Linked DNA regions of Anas platyrhynchos: region 1 is linked to region 2. Evidence: chromatin contacts called from public Hi-C data. All regions are on one chromosome and are shown on one strand. Each heading gives the region's core, a stretch centred on a gene start, on an enhancer-like site or on the middle of the called end of the contact. The rest is flanking DNA. Distances are from core to core; before and after follow the strand shown. Region 1 overlaps CDC42BPA (CDC42 binding protein kinase alpha). Region 2 holds the start of CDC42BPA (CDC42 binding protein kinase alpha).

The links. A called contact is a pair of places that touch in the nucleus more often than the background predicts.
Region 1: a Hi-C map of subcutaneous adipose tissue shows a contact between it and region 2, with 2.1 times the contacts expected there. The contact joins the enhancer-like site here to the promoter of CDC42BPA in region 2. A contact is called at or near these places in 6 of 8 Hi-C or Micro-C datasets (F1 follicle, F5 follicle, liver and 3 more).

What each region holds. Positions count from the first base shown.
Region 1 is chr3:19,762,791-19,769,062 of IASCAAS_PekinDuck_T2T, forward strand. CDC42BPA (CDC42 binding protein kinase alpha) reads left to right here. Exons shown (of 37, transcript XM_072035491.1): 3 at 6,226-6,272. Among named protein-coding and RNA genes, the nearest start is that of CDC42BPA, 39 kb to the left of the region's middle. Within about 2 kb of position 4,036, at least 1 of the 8 cell types and tissues checked has an H3K27ac peak or open chromatin away from gene starts, as enhancers often do. A contact at or near this core is called in subcutaneous adipose tissue, where this site is marked.
Region 2 is chr3:19,725,136-19,732,122 of IASCAAS_PekinDuck_T2T, forward strand. It overlaps CDC42BPA (CDC42 binding protein kinase alpha), which reads left to right and starts at 2,057. Exons shown (of 37, transcript XM_072035491.1): 1 at 2,057-2,198; 2 at 2,687-2,904. The coding sequence starts at 2,709.

The sequences.
Region 1 (6,272 bases), core at 2,786-5,285, 40 kb after region 2:
AGTTGCAATATTAGATCTGTTTGAGTAAAATCCTTCAAATTTTTCATTTTCTAGCTTCAGAAATGAAATAGGAGACTCCTGAAGTGCTGTGAAATACCGTGGACACTGAGCAGGGGGCTTCCTCAGTGCTGATCCATGGTGTGAATGGTAGCTGGCAGCACTGGTCCTTTACTTGGTGAGGAGTGTTAGATGCCTGCGTTTGGAGGAGCGAAGTCACTGGCTTTATTGTGGTGAAATACTCATCTTCTTATGGTATGCAGCAGAACTTCTAGGGGTCATTATTATTATTTTCAGATGAGGAGAATATTTAAATCATGTATTAAGGATGAAAAACCATGCATACAGAGCAAAGGAAATAGCAGAATTAACGATGCCTCCACAGCTCCCCTGAGAGGATGTTTTACAGTCTGCGGTTACCAAATATGTGTTCTGCAGAAGGGAGAGCTGTTACTTGACAGGTGGTCATTCTTTCCTTTGTTTTTTCCCCCTTCTAAAAATTTGCTGTGTGGTTGCATGCTTTGTTTCTTGCATAATATCCACATTTGTCTCTGGTAGTCATCAGCCCATAATCTTTCACAAACAGTAAGATAGGTTTTTTTGTGTTTTTTTTTTTGAGTGCAATCAGATCAAATGGCAACATCTTAATTTTACGTGATAAAATTAAGGCCCTGAGAGACTGAGTTTTACTTAAACAGGAATCAAAAAAGAATATATTTTGATTCTTCAGAACATTTAGTAATTCTAAACACAGGCCTGATAAATTTTAGTTAATTCTAAACATAGTGCAAGCATCCAATGTTTTTTGGCAGTCAAATAACAGCATTTTGAGTTGTATGTGAAATACTAAGGAATGCAAAGTTTGATCTTGTCTGTCAGAAATGTGATTTCTGTTGTCTTGGTTCCAGCTCTGTGACAGCATGAAGGATGGACTCTAAGCAGCATTCAGCTTTATAAGCATATGACCACCTTTTTTCTCCTTTGTTAGCCTTTCAGGTTTTCTAAATACCTGATTTTTTTAATTTTTTTTTTGTCTACTCTTGTTTTGCTCCTAGAGCATTTCCACCCCCTTTACTAGGTGAAGCAGGAGTCCTACGGTAAAGATTTTACTTCCAGTGCTACAAGAATTGCATCAGAATTACATAGCAGGATGAAATGAAGTTCAACATTTCATTTTTGATGATAGTATTAAAACATAGGGTGGTTCACTGAAACTCTTGTGATGAGAAAGAATGGTGACGTGAAAAATAATAGCCGTATTTTGATGTAGTGTGGAAGCGTTGCCCAGATCTGCAGTGAGGGTTTAACGAATGCAGGTATTACTTTTCATCTGAGTCTTGGGGGAGGAACAGAACTGTCTTGTATGTTTGGGAAAGATATTTTATTTCTATCTCTGATTTTACAATTCCTGTTGAATCTTTTGCGGTAGCTATAGCCAAAAATGGCTGGATGGTCTCCAGTTGACCTAGAAGACAACTGATTATTATTATTATTAATAATATTTATTAATAAGGATGAATAGGATTCAAAATATTGTGTCTGCATGTACAACTGTAAGGGAATTTGTGGACGTACTTCTGATTTTTGGAAAACAACAGATTCTTAAACTGTACAGACAGATGTTGGCAATTAATTGTTCATCAGGAAAACATGTCAAAAATGTTCTGAATGAAAACTGAATCTTAACTGCTAAAACTGAAAAGGGTATTTGTGGCTTAAATTTTTTACTTTGCCTTAAATAACGTTCAGCTGTTATCGCTGTCAACTATTGTGTTTTGTCCCTGGTTTCCTCCAAAGAGACAAGAAGCTGCAAGAAGGCTTTCTTGTGCTGTTTTGCCAATCTTAGGTGGGTAGAGATAAAAGGAGACTTTTGTCTCCTTTCAATTAAATAAGTCTTTAAACAGCTCTGTCTTGATGACTGCCAATTATTTCTCCTTCTTTTCAGTAGTAATGTTTATTTTGGGAGGAGCTTTCTCTCACACCTCCTTTCTGGAGATTTTTGAAACATCCACTTGTGGTCTGTCTTAACTCAGAAATGCTATGTACACATTTCATAATCACAGTGGATAAAAGCCAATTGAAAATAGTTTGAATTTGGACTGAACCTGTAAAATAAAAACACTTGTTCAATTACTTTCAGGAATTCAGCAGAAATTTCAAAACTGCAGAATGCCTTTAAAAACATGTCCATCAGTGCAGTGTATTTTGCTTTCTTCTTTTTTGTTTTGTTTTTGTGTTTGCGAGGACGGTGTTAGTAGGAATTGCAGAAACTTTTGGTAGTATGAGGGACAGTTTCTTAGGTCAAGTGTTTTTTCCTCTTTGCAAGGGAAAGCTCTGTGTGTATTTTTATATTATTTTTTTCAAGTGGACCCATGTGAACCTAATGAGGTTCTACAAAGCCAAGTGCAAGGTGATGCACCTCTCCTGTGAAGAAAGGCTGATAGAGAAGAAAAGGCTCTGGGAAGACCCCATTACAGCCTTTCAATACTGAAGAGGGGGCTTATAAAAAAGATGGAAAGTGGCATTTTTTCAGGCAGATAATGACAGGTCAAAGGGAATGGTTTTTAACTAAAAGAGGGGAGATTTAGATTAGAGGTTAGGAGGAAATTCTTCACTCAGAGGGTGGTAAGGCACTGGCACAAGTTGCCCAGAGAAGCTGTGGATGCCCCATCCCTGGAGGTGTTGAAGGCCAGGTTGGATGGGGCTTCGGGCAACCTGAGGTGTCAGAGATGTTGGAACTAGGTGATCTTTAAAGTCCCTTCCAACCCAAGCCATTCTATGAATCTTTCGTATGATTTATAATTATTTTTAACTGATGAAGGAAAGGGGTTTTCTCTTGAGATAGAAAACTAGCTGATGGATATAGGCTGTTTTCCTTTTCAATTCCCTGTTTCTGTTACAATGAACTTTCACCATTGGTTTTAACAGTTGTGGTGGATTCAGCTTTTAGTTTCTAAATCTCTAGAATTTTAGAATTCCTTAATATTGCCCTGTTCTGTTTTGTTTTATTTTTAAATCAACTGTGAGTGCACATTTTAAATTGCTGCTCCAAGCCTGCAGGTGCTTTCTCTAAGCAGTTTGTGATCCTCATCTCACCTTGATTGAATTTAACCCTGTGCATACAGCAGCTCTAGTTCTCTGCAGTGAGGAAGGGAGAAGGAGAGATGGACTTTTATCCCCATGAGTTTAAAAATTAAATCCCTTGGTATTAAATATACCGTAAGTAATGCTAATAAGTGTCCTCAAAGTGCTGCAGACAGGCACTATTACCAGTCAAGGAAACTGCTGCTCTTTCTGAAAATGAGCATTATTTTCTAACTGTCACCTTCATTATGAATCCCTTAATGGAAAGGGGGAGTTAACTGGGGTTGGGGTGTTGTGTACCCATATAATTTAATAGAGCAGCGTTGCAGGGGCCCCTTAGAGCATATTGCATTTGGAAAACCCTTCTCTGACCAGGAGGTTTGCTGTCTTCGTGTGGCGTTGCCAAATCAGTTGCCTGTGAACCTCATAGTCTGGAAAGCCTGGAGTATGAAATTGCTGTCTGAAGAGCTGCCTTCCAAGACCCTTGCCTAGGCCAAACTTTCCGTGCGAGAGATGGCTGTTGCCACAAGAACAGCAGATGTTTGTACAGCAGGCAAACAACATAGATGATAAAGCAAATTGACCTTTCTTTTTTGTTTTGGAACGAGCTATTTAGAGTACATTCCAAGAGCAGATCTTTTTTTCCTCTTTCTTTTCTTTTCTTGGACTTTATCTTCCATCATAGAACTGCTTGACTATACATTGACATTTCTAATGCTACAGATGATTAAAATATATATTTATATATATGTGCTAGGGTTTACTAACATTTCCACTAACACTGATGCTACAAATCATTAAACTGTACCCAAACGTATTCTTGCCTGTTGTATTTTACTGAAGTAGTTTTAATGATGTTTATTTTTCCAGTGTCCCTATGGGAACCCTGGAAGAATCCAAAATGTAATAATTAAAGAATGACAGGCCTTTCCTTACAATATAAAGTGAGGAAGAGTTTTGTGGTTTAAATAGCTATGCTGTTGCTTGTTAACAAGATATTTTGCCTTGTATGCTATCCAGGCCTACAATGGTCCAAAAAACAAGTCGAAGTCAAGAACTACACGTTTGTTTTCAATCAGTTGTTTTTCAAGTTAAAAGACTTGAATAGGATGTTCTAATTTGTTCAGTTATAGACATCAGTAGTGTTAATATTTGTATTAAATTACTTGGAACAGCACAGCTTTTGCTGTCCCAGTAAGGCAGTACATTTTGCTGTCACTTATTTTGTTTATTGCAAGACTTTTTTTACATTATTTTTTTAAAAAAAAAGTCCTGTGTTTTTTTTTTTTTATGTTTTAAAAAATTGGTTGAAAGTTCGGGATCTCAGTGAGCTTGAGAAAAATACTTCAGTTGAATTACATTTTAAAAGAATACCCTGCACTTTAATTGTACAATTAAATATATTGAATAAAACGAGTATAAATTGAAGGTAAAAATATCACTAAAATGAGTGCAAATCTTGGTGCCTTATGGCTACATCATTACTATTTGGACCTAAAACCTACTTGTCTGTTCATTTATTTAGGCAAAAACTGATGTTCCTAGAGTTATAACAAATGTAACTCATGTTAGATTCATTGCATCCGAAGAATCTTAGAAAAAAAGAACATGTTAAGGCTGATAAGAAAAATAAAATTAAAAATAAATGTTACTTCTTCAGGGCAAAAATATCAATTGTTGTTATCAATGGCTTGTACAGTCAAATTATATGATAATCAAGAAAAACCTTATTTCCAAATTCATTAGCTGCCTATGGAGAGGGTGTATTTGTAAATAGTTTGGCCTACCATTTTTCCTTGTCAAGTCATTTCAAACCTACAATGACAAACTGGGTGCTTGGTCTTTCAGTTCATGGACTCTGGCAAGGTAATGCATTTTTTGAGTTAAATTTTGTTTATGGATACTTGTATATGGATACAAACAGTGCTAAATTGATGTGTATATATATATATATTATGTATGTATATATACTATCTTTGTTTTATTTTAAGAGTCTAAATCTCTCAATTTAAGAATATAAAGTTAGTAAGTCAACCTCATAAAGTTGTGTATTTACTGTAGTGGAATTGTTTGCAAGAGTAAGAGGGAAGTACTAAACCCTTTGTGCTTCAGAGAAACAAAGCGTAGGGGAAAAGAATGCTATTATTTATAGGCACAATAACTGTAAAGAACTTCTTTTGTCTGAAACATAGTAAGTATTAAATCTTTGACTTGACAATGTATCATTCCATTTGGATGAGAACATCCAACCTGGTGTTAAGTAATTCCTATATCATCTCTTAGCATGAGAATTAAGTTAAATGTTGCGTGTTTAATTCTCTTCCCACCCAAACCTTGGAAATATGAACTTGAAATGTGGTGGTTTGAATTATTTTTTTTTAATGCTATTCTTGTAATGGAGCATAAAAAAATTAAAGTCTGGTTGTTGTTGCTCCCCTCCCACCCTCTGTTTTTCTGTTTTGTTCTTCTTTTTTGGGGAGGTGGGAGTGTTGGATTTAGGAAGGGGATATAGGGGGGACAGGTTCTTTTTTATTTTGTGTTCTTCTATTTTTTTGATAAACCCACTTTATACAGGTAGGGTATTTTCCACTGAATGTGTTGATAACATTCTGTGAATAAAACTGTTCTTGCTGCCGGTAGCAAAGAATTAACCCATAAGTGTCCTCTCTGTTGAAGAAGTGGTCTATAAAAAATATTGCATGATGCATAAATGAGGCCAGTATTATCCTTCTTGTCATCTTTCATCAGCATTTTAATTTTATATCAAATACAATAGCGTTTTCCTGTTTGGCAGAGAAAATCATATTGTCCAAAGTGAACTCCTCATTATATTATCCTTTCCTTTTGTGATCACTGATCACATAAAACACAAATGCAGTAGATGTCTATGATCTCAAAAGACTGTATCATTGGACTTTTTTTTTTCCTTTTCTATAAAGGTAAAATCAATTTTTTTTTTTACAGCAGTTTTGTCTTAGTTCTACTGCCTGTTATTTCCATCTTTACGTTTTGTTACATTACATTAGAGAATATAGGTATATAAGCAAAATGGTCTGTTGTTTTCAGGACTCTGATTACATTTTATGTTTCATTGTGGTTTTTTGTTTGTTTGTTTTTTAATGGTTGATATTTTCCTTGTTTCAGCAAAACCGTTTACATCTAAAGTGAAACAGATGCGACTACATAAAGAA
Region 2 (6,987 bases), core at 807-3,306:
GCTCCACACGGGGCTCGCCCCTCGCCTCGGGACGGCGGGGCGCGGGCAGGCGCTGAGGCGGGTGCCCCCAGCTCGGTAACCGGCACAAGACCCTCCGCGTTTGGTGTTTTTTGGTTGTTTTCGCTATAACAAGCATCCTTATGTATATTTTTCACTTTTCTTCACTGAGGTATATAATACGCAAGCACTCTGAAGTACCCATCTAGATGAAGATGAAACATGGCATTAGGAGTAAACGCAAGTCCCACGCAGTTTGCTTAGATTTGTAGAAAAGTGATGTTCAGGATCTCTGAACCGCGTGTAAACTCACTGGGGTGAAGTTAGGCACAGGGCAGCGACTCCCGTCTTGTGCTGTTGAGAAGGAAAAATGGATGGGCTGTTCTTCAGGGAGGAGCAGCGCGCTGACTGATAAGCACGGGAATGACAGCCAAGGGTTTGGACAACGTCTTGTGGAAGGAAGAAACTCTCCTACCAACTCATGATGAGTGACAAAATGTGCAGAGAATTTGACTCTCAAAACTTTCTACACAGAAACCCTCCACGAAATGTCTTTGGAAGTGCTGAAAATATAGGTGAGCTTGTCAGAGGTAGGAGAATTGACATTAAGCTATGACGTTGGGGACAAGGCAAGGGTTTCCCTCCTGTTCTGAGGTACACTGTCGTTATGACAGTGGAGCTCTCACTGCAGCTTTTGTACTGGCACCCAGGCAGATCCAGACATGCAGAGTTAGTGTTTCTTTTCATCTCCAACAATTCCCAGCTGCTGCATTTATGCTCTTTCCTACAGAGCTTTTCTTATCCCCTGGAAAGTGCCGCCAATTTGTGTCCAGAGATAAGGAGAGGATAAGGATAAAACTCTGGGGTTAGGAGCACCATGTATGATGCTTGGGAAGAGGCAATTGAGCATGCTGAATGCAGCAGAAGCGTGGAGCGTCCTCTCTGCTCTGCCTTCTGCAACACCTGAAGCAGGTCCAAGTCCAACACCACTCGTAGAGTGCAGGAGAAGACCTCGTTCTTTGCTGTGGTGACAAGACCCAAGGTGTGCAGTGGGAGAGGGCTGATCATTCCCTGCTCTCTCCCTGAAAGGGCTGTGCTGAAGCTTTAAAATAGGTTTGAATTAAGACTTTTCCTAATTACGGCAATATGAGTATCATCATTGTCTTCAATGCAGTTGCCAATAGGAAGGAAACCCTTGCCTTGTCCCCAACGTCATAGCTTAATGTTAATTCTTCTACCTCTGACAAGCTCACCTATATTTTCAGCAGTTCCAAAGACATTTCGTGGAGAGTTTCTGTGTAGAAAGCTTTTGGAGTCAAATTCTCTGCACATTTTGTCATTCATCATGAGTTGCTAGGAGAGTTTCTTCCTTCCACAAGACGTTGTCCAAGCCCTTGGCTGTCATTCCCGTGCTTACCAACCAGGCAGCGCGCTGCTCCTCCCTGAAGCACACACAGCCCATCCATTTTCCTTCTCCACAGCACACGAGGCGGCCGAGGGAGCCCCGCCTCAGCGCCTGCCCGCGCCCCGCCGTCCCGAGGCGAGGGGCGAGCCCCGTGTGGAGCCGGAGCCGGAGCCGGAGCCGGGGCCGGGTCCGAGGCGGGGCCGCGCTGCCCTGAGCCTCCCCTCCCCGGGGCCGGTCCCGGTCCCGCCCGTCTCCCTGCATTCCCTGCTGCAGCCCCCCCGCCCCCGGCAGCCTCCTCCCCTCAATCCCAGCAGTAGCGGCGGCTCCCGGGCTCGGCTCCCCGCGCTGCGGCGGCGCTCGGCGGCGGCTCCCCCCTCCCCAGCCGCGCCGCCATGTTGGGCTGCCGCGAGCTCGGCGGCGGCTGCTGCGTGTGAGCGAGGCCGGGCCGGGCTGAGGGGAGGGCGCCGGGCTGAGGGGGGGACGCCCGCCCCGGGGAACGATGCCCTTGGCCTGGGGGAGCGAGGCCGGGGCAGCGCCGCCCCGCCGGGAGTGAAGCCGCTGCCGGGGCCTCAGCGGGACGCGCAGCAGCAGCAGCAGCAGCCGCGGAGAGCAGGGAGAGGGAGGGAGGGAGGGAGGACGGCGGCGGTGGCGCCGCGGCCATGGGGAGGCTTTGACAGGGCGCCCAGCGCTCCCCTGCGCCGTGCCGGGGCCGCCCCTTGGCGCTGCATCGGAGGAGCGGGGGGCGATGAAGCCGTCGGCTGCCCTGAAGCGCTGAGAGGCCTCGGGAGGACACCCGGTAAGCAGCGGGGGCAGGCGGAGGAAGGGCGAGGCTCCGCGGGACGGGGCTGTGCCTTCAGCAGGCCTGGCTGAGGGCTGCACGGGGGATCCGAAGCCGTAGGGATGCGGTCGGACCCCGCTCGGGCTCGTCCTGCGTGACCCGAATGCTGGATGGAGGGGGAGAGCTGCCTCAGCGTGCAAACGGCTCAGTCTGAGGCGGCTGGGGTGGTGAAATCGGCTCTACGCAGCCGTGGTTGAATTTCAGGGTAGCTGTTACCATTGACGTGTCAGAAACAGATAGATATTTTTCATCGCTAACCATATTAAGTGGTTTTTCTCTTCTTAACAACGATGCACGCAGACACGCGCTCTATGCATCCGTGTCTGAAACTTGCTGGGCTTCACTTTCAAGCTGGGAATGCTGAAGGGACCTAAAAATGAAGCACAACCACAATTTTATTAAAAATCCGGTTGACATTTCCTTTTTCTTTCTTTTTTTGGATGAAGTATACTTAAAAAAGACCCCCCAATGCAAAGCGAAACAGCCATGTCTGGAGAAGTGCGCCTGAAGCAGCTGGAGCAGTTCATTCTGGATGGGCCGACCCAAAGCAACGGGCAGTGCTTCAGCGTGGAGACCTTGCTGGATATCCTCATCTGCCTGTACGATGAGTGCAATAACTCCCCGCTGAGAAGAGAGAAGAACATCCTCGAGTATCTGGAATGGGGTAAGTTGGAATAGGTGCGTTTGTTTTGGGTGCGTGTGCCCGTGTTGGTGTCTGCTTTGTCTTTGGCATTGATGGGTGAGAGGGGACTGAGTCTAACGGTGTGTTCCTGTGAAATGTTGTCAGCTGAACTGCACTTGAACATGGTGCTGGTGGTCCTGACAAGAGGTTCCTATTGGTTATTTGTTTTTGAGGTGTGTGTGTAAAATGGACTTTATGTTTTTGGCATGGTTCAGATTCTGGTCCATGAAGTGTATATACCCAGGTGTTGGGGTTTGTGTCCTGAAGGTAATGGGAATAGAGAAGGATGAGGGACCAATTCTGTGATATTTGGAGACCAACAGCTCAGTAGGCAATCCTCGGTCTGTTGTCTGGAGTGAAAATGGGGATAAATACTTCGTTTTCTTTAACGTAGCATCATTGCTGACTTTAGGAGATGAAGTTGAAAATCAGAATGAAATGGTGTCCTCCCCATCCTCCATTCCATTCTCTTCCTTAGTTTTAGTGCAACATCACTGTATTTATAAGTTTTCAATGAGAACGGTTGAATGACGGCAGTCCAGTTCTTCTGAAGTTGTTACAGAACTGGCTGGCTTTATTTTTTCCTTTTGGTTCTTTTTCCTCCTTCTACATATAGCTGGCAAAGCGAAGTAGCAGTCTGCCATAAGAGCCTTGATGCTAACCCTTACTGGATGTGACCTTCAAACTTCAAGTCTTGCTGTACTTCTGTTTCCTTTCAGAACTATTTCTCGCATCTGGTTTGTAATAACTGCATCTGGAAGGCACCATTTTCTTAAAAAGCCCATTTTCCCAACATAGCAGGCATTTGATGAATGAGCTGTTTGGGTTGTGTGTAATGAAGTCACGGAGGAAAGACGTTGTTTTGATAACTGATCTGACAACACGAGGCGTGTGTGTGTTGTGTGCCTGCTCCTTAATGGAGTCATAGTGACATCTAAAGGACATCTGACTCTGTAATTACGTTTCTTTGCTGTTCATAGTGCATTGCTTTTTGCTTTCTTCTTATTTAGAGGAATGGTCTGTAATTAATACATTCTAGCTAAGGAAGAAGTAGTAATAAAGGTACTTCTGCAGAATCTCCATACACAAAGTGTTGTGTTATACAGAAGGTATGAAAGGCTTGGAAAATACATTGGGTCACAGGAATTTTTTGTGAAAATGTAATCTGTAGAGGTGTTAGCCATCTGATACCGTGATAATAATTATTAAAAAAAAAAAAAATCAAGTAAAATCATACTGTTAGAATACATGTGTTTGGAGCACATCGTGTTGACTGCTGTAAATTCTAATGTCTGATGGAAAGAATGGATCCTTCCAAGGATCTGCCAGTGCCTGAAGCTGTCTGTAACAAGTTTTACAGAGCACTAATGGAAATAATACCTTATTTCGGCCTTTCCAAAGTAGTGTTTCTTGCTGGCCTCTTCAACTTTTTGCTCTCCTGCTTGCAGCTGTGCCTTAGCAGGACTCCTGCTTCAAGTCAGAGCAGTTCCTCCTGCTTTCATGGAAGCACTGTCAGAGCCCTCTGTCTGTTGCCAGTTTTACTCTTCAGATTTTTAACTTGAGTTGTTGGAGAGGGGTTGTGAGGTGAAATGTAGGAGCAACGGTTTCTAGTGGCTGCATTTGGAAGTGTCACATGAACGGTGTTGTTATCTTGCAAATGCTGCTGAGCTGTCTCTGCTGCCTGCCAGCACTCCTGGTGAAACCAGCACCCTTGGCATTCCTGTTGAGATGTGGGTCTTGGCAAAGTGAGGTTCCTACAGTTGTTAGCTTCAGCTCGTGGGTGCAGTGAATCTACGAAGGGCATCCTGTTCTTTGGTGTAATCGTAACCTCACCACGCATCTCTTTTCCCCAAAGGGGAACTGGTGGAAGTGGTTGATGACAAAGAGGCGAGATGTGGTTTTCAAGTCAGAATCACACCGAGCAGCGGTGGAAGCAGAAGGCTGGCAGCCACAAGTTGTAGTTTCTGTCCTCACCTCCGTCAGTCTCAGTGCTTTCAGCTCGTATTTGTTTATTTATTTTTTCCAACTTCCCTACTTGAGCAGTAGGGAGAATAATGCCAGTTTTACCCCAGGGAGTTCTGAAAAGTCTTAGTTTTTAATGTGCTGTATTAGTTTATTTCTCCCGTCAGTGAACTAAAACTTGGAATATTCTGGTGGGTGTCACTTGCCGTTCTGGACCGATACGGGTTTATGTCAAAACCTCACACATCTGTGTTACTGCTATGAGGAGTTGTCTTTGAATGTATTGGAATTGATATTGAATTGATAGGAACTTGTATGTTTGTGCATTTACATATGATAGAATACAAATACAGCCCTAAGAACTGTTAATCTTCTTAAGCTTAAACTGCTTTTTTAAAAGTGATTTTATTCTTCTTTTTTTTTTTTTTTTTAACATCTAATACATAGCTCTTTGGCGACCATAAACTGTTGAATGCAGTGACAAACGGTGTATTGGTACATGTCACTGGTGCAGTGTAGAGGTAGGGCTGTTTTGGTTTTGCGGAGCTTTTGGATTTCTTTTTTTTGTTAGTGGATGTATGTTTTTGTTCTAGTGGCTGTATGTTTTTCATCTGTTCTAGGCCTTAGATGTTCCATGTGTTGTTTCTTGTGAGAGTGGATGTTCATAGCACAAGGTAAATTTTTGGGTGCAGGGGGTTAGGAGCTCCCCTAGCACAGAAGAGCTGATGTGGTGTTAGTGCAATAGCCACCTGACTGCTGCTGGATTGAGGGGAACGAAGATGTTTTGTGCTGTAGGCCTTGCATCTTTTAAAGACTGTTTTATGACTAGTTCTAGAAGTAGTCCTATAATGTATTAAAAAGAATAAGCAGGGTAAAACAGGTGGGCATCTGCCCTGGTTTTAGGTATTTCGTTTTGGATTGCTCTTGCAAGCTAAACTCAGCAAGTGGCGAAAGTGAAGTTTCTGCCACGTGACTGCGCTTGAGTTTTTGGAGGTTTTCAGTCTTCTTGAAGTGCTTGAAATGAGTGTGGAGTATCAGGTTGATTGCTTTGTGGTTTATAATCTACATTAATTTTAGACATCCTTTTTTTCATGTGAAGTCAGTATGTTTTTAGTCTAACTGTTTTTATACCTGACTTGTTCTCTGACATGCTAATAATTCGATGTTGTTTATTATGTGTATGATGTTCTGCTGGTGTGCATGCCTGTGGCAGGGGGTTGGGATTAGAGGATCTTTAAGGTCCTTCCCAGTGCTGTTCTGTGATTCTGTGAGTTCTAGGTGGAGAGATGCCTGCAGAGACAGATGGTGTATTTGATCTCTGAGTGTTAGTCAGGTCATGTCTTGAGATGATGGGAAAGGAACCAAACAGCTGGACTAGGTGTGTTGTATGTGTTTGATGGTAGTTTTAATTTTTATCTCTATTGACAGTTGCATTCGTGATTTGGAAATGGGACCAGCTAATCTTAGCAACTGGAGCTTACCACAAGGAATCTGTGCTGTATTCCAGGCATTTTGCTTTTCCTTTCCTTTGTTTGTGGGATTTGCCCCTGTTACTCAGGTGTGTGAGGGGGTAAATGCATGGTGCTGAACTCAGCCTGGAAAAAGAACATAGTGATGGAAAGAAGCTTTATTAAAAAATTGATATATGAAAACTCCCTTTACAATGGTACCAATTTGAAATGGCTTTAAGAGGAAACTAGCACAATATTACTTAATTCTCCATTAATGGAAAAGTAGAGACAACTCTTCACCATATGCGAAGAGACGGAGGAGGGAACTGTGAGTAGCGGGAGGTCAGTGACCCAGTCGTGTCTGTTCTCTTGCAGGTAAAATGTCAGCAGTCCTTTAGCATGTTTATTTCTTGGTGTCTTCTCTTTCTCTGTTATATGAATTTCTCTGTTTTCATTTCATCTCTAGCAGAACTGAAGTGTTGTGATGTGTAGGCACTGCTGGAACGGTCCCAGACGGGACTGCTGGCATCGCTCTTATACTTCTGTCATTTGTCCGTACCACATCTCTTCTGGGCATTGATAATGGCTCTATCACCATAAAACTATTTTTTTCAAGAAGGAGGTGTAGAGAGTTTGCTTGTATTTTCTTTGG